Regions from separate parts of the Mus musculus genome. Here region 2 is linked to region 1. Evidence: chromatin contacts called from public promoter capture Hi-C data. All regions are on one chromosome and are shown on one strand. The core of a region is the stretch at or near the end of the contact, and the rest is flanking DNA. Distances in the headings are between cores, read along the strand shown.

Region 1 (2,509 bases), core at 4-2,503:
TCCTATGGACTCTGCCGCATCACTCTGACCTGAGCCCCAGTTGGAAGTCTGGCTAGGTTTGGTATGTTGAGATGAAATAAAATGTGGGTGAGGCCCAGCATGGCCAAGTAACTTTTTTTTTTTTTTTGGTCTACATCGATCAACAGGTAAAATCAGAGATTTAACTAGCTAGTAGACCCTGAGTAAATTTGATCGGAGTTAGAATATTTGTGGGTTTTCCAAAGATAAAATGCTAGCTGGAGTTGGAGTTTCCTCCATATTTCCAAGCCTCAATTCTCCTTGCAAATAATCTAGCTCGGTTCAGACTTTACATATCTGCACAGAGTGCGCCATTATCAACTAACACACACACTGCACCCCTTATTTAAATAAAGATAGACACTGAGCCATGGAGAATTTCCTTTTACAAATGGAATGGAAAACTAAGGTACCTGGCTCACTCACATGACCCTCCCCTCCATTTGACTCCCTGTGCTCCAATTATCCAGTCACTCCATCCCTTTCAAAATCACTACTTCATCTTAGTGCTCTAGAGATGGAAATTTCCAAATTCTAGGAAAAGGTGGATTTTGTTGTTGGTTTTTTTTTTTTTTTTTTTTTTTTTTTTGAGTCAGGTCTTTCCAGGTAGGATAGGCTAGCCTGGAACTTGCTGTATTTCCCAGCAGCCTGGCTTCAAACTTTCCATCCTCCATCTTCAGAGTACTATGATTATGGGTGGATACCACCATGCCTGGGTCTGGCTTCTGTTTGTTCAATATGATTATGTAAGTTAAATAAAGAAACGGAAGAGATGTCCCCCGGTCCTCCATAAAAATATTCCAATTCTGGAAAATCTCAGGCTAACGGAGAGATTTGATCAACAGAGATTGAAAACCCCAGGTCCGGTGTAAAGGGTCAGACACTCTTACAGCACTCCCCAGCACAGCCCTATATATAGCTTTGCCTTCCCTTAAAAGCTTTTCCCTTGCTGCAGAATAAGCAATAGTTGGTTAGTGATTGACTCACCTTCTCTGGGTTGGGGTCTGAAGACAAGAACGTAATGCCCTTCTATTCCAGAGGGCAGAGATGGAGACCGCTTGCCTCTCAGGCCGTGTCTCCTACTGGTTTCTTCCTTTGACCTCCTCCTGACTTACCTAGACAGGTAAAAGCTTCACCCGCGCTGCATGGACACACCCTGCTACTGACTCTAAGCCAATCCTAGCTTCCCTCCCTACTCCTCATTCCAGCTGTTCAGTCAGGGAGGACTCAGGAGGGGAATCAGCCAGGAGGTGCTTCTCTGTCTTGGTCAATCACCTCCTGCCCCCGCCTCCCCACCCCACCCCCTCTTTACTTAGAGAGCCAATGAACTGCTACAAAGAAAGGGTAGGCGTGGTAGAAGGCTGGAGCTGGTTTGAGCTGAGTGGAAGGAGAGTAAAGAGAGTTTGGCAGGGTGGAGGCAGATCAATGGGACTCGACTTTCCGTCTTGAAAGGAACGCATCAGTCTGCTGCGCTCTATGGGCCCACTGAGAACCGGATTTGTTGTTTAGACAAGCCTTCCTCCACTTGAAGCTGAAAGTATTCTCCAGACTGCCTGCCATTCTGGTGCCTAATTTTGTAACCAGCTTTTCTAACTGCTCAGTCATTGACAGTTTCATATCCAGAAGAGGTTTCAAGGGTCTCAAGGTTAGGGATGTAGCTGAGTCACCCAGTCCCCAGAGCTTGCTGACAACTGTCCTGGCTTTTTTGTTTCTGGGGAAATAAAACTAATCTCTCTCTCTCTCTCTCTCTCTCTCTCTCTCTCTCTCTCTCTCCTATAGGAGGTATTTTCCGGATTTAAAAAAAAAAAAAAAAGCTTGATCAGCCAAAAAGGAGATATAGCACTTGAACTCTGTCATTTGGGTCTCTGGTCCCTTTTGGCTGCTTCGAGAAGGTGGCAATAGATATTAAACAAAAATAAAGTCAGCTGCCAACCAGTCTAGCAAGTACTTCTTTTGAGGGGAAATGTCTGGCATGCTTATGGAAAAGAGTAGGTCAGGGAGCCTCCTGCTTCCTGGAAGAAATCACCTCCAGGTACAGAGGCCACTTGCCAGACAGCAGTTCTGCTATTTCCCTGAATATAGGCTGAATATAGGCCATCCCCAGTAACCTTCAACTTTTAAAGGTGTATCACTTGCCAGCAGCAAAAAGAAAAGAAAAATTAGAAAAACCAAACCAAAATACCTCATGCACGAACCACTCAGTTTAAGCCCCTGCTGTATGCTGGCTATTACCTTAAGCATTTCTATGTCTTATTTAACTTTTGCTCCAACTTAGAAGCATTGCCCAATTCTTACAGCCCACACCTCACCAGGAGGTTAAATGACATGCCTGATATTTCCCAAGTAGTAGTAGAGCAGATATTTTAATCCAGATTGTCCACTCCCAGCTTGCTTCACAGTTACTGTTCCCGATTCTGTGACTGGATGCTCTGGTGAAAGCAATGTAAAGGAGGAAGGACTTGTTTGGGTTTCAGTTCAATGGCACACCGTG
Region 2 (2,509 bases), core at 4-2,503, 210 kb before region 1:
TTCTACACCTACCGTGTGTGTGAGAGAGAGAAAGAGCGAGAGCAAGAGAGCTCTTTGATTAAACCCCATGCCAGAGTTACTTTGGGGAAGAAACTAGTTTTTAAAATAATATTCTTATCTATTCTTTGAAATGTTTGCTCATTTATATTTATTTATATTTATTATACCTTTTGGTCATCTCCCTCCATCGCTCCCTTTCTCCAGCTCCTCCTAGTGCCACTGCCTCACCTCATCTCCCTTCCAGCTTCATTGCCTCTCTTTCATTTTTTGTTTATTAATAACCTTCTGAGTTCAATTAGTGTTTCGAGTTCCATATGTGCACGGGAATGAGGCCATCCATAGTGGCGCAGGCAGCCTCAAAGAGAGAGAGTGTCTCCGAGAGAAAATAACTATCTGTGAGGACACAATTATACCTCGTCTTTCTGTCACATAAAACCCCGACCCCTGAAAAGCTTCCTGATGGAGAGTGGTAATAAGTAAGAAAGTGACTTGCCTAAAGGATCCTCTGGGCCCAGTATAAGGGCCGTAAGTTCTGTTCCCAGCTCTGCCACTAATTTCTTGAAGGAACTGCACTGCTCACTCTCATTTCTCTCTGCACCAATCAAGAACGAAGGGGACTTCCAAGGGACAAGATCAAGCAGAAAGAGATGACATGAAACAAACAACAAAAAACAAACAAATAAACAAAACTCCCAGTCTTTTGCCTATAGGAGAAAAAAGATTTGTCCCTAAGGAGTTAAGCAAAGTCATGCCGGTAAAAAAAAAAAGAGCCTGGCGTGTGGTAGGTCCTCCAGAGTTGTGTGAGGCATCAGAGAGATGACTTGTGTCAGAGCCAGAGGACCTGCAGAGTCTCAGGAAGTTGGCTGCTGACAAAGCCAGGCCATCCACACAGGGCTTTCCTGACTGTGCCTGCAGGGTACGGTTGGTACCTTGCCACAGCTCCTAGGAAAGTGGCCTAACTTGGATTTTTCACCATGAACACAAAATTGCAAGTAATTCTCATTTGCATGGTGATGGGAGTTTATTTTTCCCAGAAGCAATGTGTCAAAACTCAGGGGAAAAAAAGGAGGTATTTCTTAATAATGATTAATCAGTTGTTTAACAAAGCGGGGGTGGGGGGGGGAGAAAGAAATGAAAACAATTAAGAAAATGAAATACTAAAGAAATGGGGGGAGGGGAATCTCCTGAAGGTGGACCCACCCAGCAAACCTTGACAGCATTTCCTCTCATCCACCACATAAAAGTGAGCTGCAGTTTCTAAGTGGCAAAGAGCACAGGGAGAGAGGACTCTGCTGGAGCAGGAGACACCAGGAGAGGTGAGGCTGGCCTGGGCTATCCGGGGCTTCCCTGGGGTCATCCAGACTACAGGGGTTACCACTGTGCCTGACTTGGGTTGCCCAAGAGAACGAACAAGGTTTTTGTGGAATGTGGAAGCGTGCCACAGTGTGTGTGTGTGTGTGTGTGTGTGTGTGTGTGTGTGTGTGTGTGTGAATTTTCTTGTACCTTCTTTTTTTAACAAAAGGAAATGGAGAGAAGGAAGAGCAGAAAATAGAGTATGACGGAATTAAATAAACTATGGAATTTTCATTCCAGGAGCCTAACCTTTTGAGTATTAACTCTCTTTTTTAAATACAAAGTCCATTTCCTGGTTCGGTGGGACCTGGTCAGAAATGGGTTTCCATCTGGTGTGAAGCTGTGGTCTCCAGGGGAGGTAGTGATAGCTATGCTCGAAGAGGAGACATTGCTTTGTAAATAGGAGGCTTGGCCACAAGGAGGTGGGTATAGTGGCCAGCTGACCACGTCAGCTCTGGCAACCCATTTTATCCCCCTAATTCTTAGTTCCCTCCTTGGTGAGACACGGAGAGGAACAAACCTCGCCAGACACATGTGTAGGTGTCACCCGAAACAAGGTAACTGTGCAGAGGTTTTTAGGACAAGAGCTGCCTCCTGCTGTATCTGAATGGCCCAAGATGACCGGACTCTTTTAGAAGGAGCAAACTGGGGAGGGCGATGCCGCCTACCAACTTCCCTTGCCAGTGGGGTTTTATCTCCTTGTTTTGCCAGAGAATTAGAAAATCAATCTCTGCAGTCTAGGTGGACAGCTGACTTTCACCTTTGCAGAAGACATGAAGACACAGTGCGCGTCTACCTGGCTCCTGGGCATGACGTTGATTCTCTGCTCAGTTCATATCTACAGTCTTAGGAGATGTCTGATTTCTGTGGACATGCGCCTCATAGAAAAGAGTTTCCACGAGATCAAGAGAGCCATGGTGAGCATGGGTTGTCTGACCTTACATCTTAGAGCACAAGGCAAGTTCCTGCCAGTTCCTTGTTAGGGATCCTGAAAATGTAGAGGGTTCTCATTGATGTCTGTCCCGTTCTTCACAGCAAACTAAGGACACCTTTAAAAATGTCACCATCCTGTCCCTGGAGAACCTCAGGAGCATTAAGGTACCATTTGGTTTGTGTCTCTTGTGCTAAGAATCGACTCCCTGACCAGTACTCCCTT

What was found. Capture Hi-C pulls out chosen DNA fragments and counts their contacts.
Region 2: a contact with region 1 is called in a promoter capture Hi-C map of adipose tissue. The contact joins the promoter of Il19 here to the promoter of AA986860 in region 1. A contact is called at or near these places in 2 of 39 promoter capture datasets (the C10 cell line and the HPC-7 cell line) and 3 of 9 other capture datasets (adipose tissue, liver and pancreatic islet).

What each region holds. Positions count from the first base shown.
Region 1 is chr1:130,730,720-130,733,228 of GRCm38.p6, reverse strand. It overlaps AA986860 (expressed sequence AA986860), which reads right to left and starts at 1,253. Exons shown (of 4, transcript NM_177604.3): 1 at 1,006-1,253.
Region 2 is chr1:130,938,859-130,941,367 of GRCm38.p6, reverse strand. Il19 (interleukin 19) reads left to right here and starts at 1,253. Exons shown (of 6, transcript NM_001009940.2): 1 at 1,253-1,316; 2 at 2,090-2,270; 3 at 2,389-2,451. The coding sequence starts at 2,127.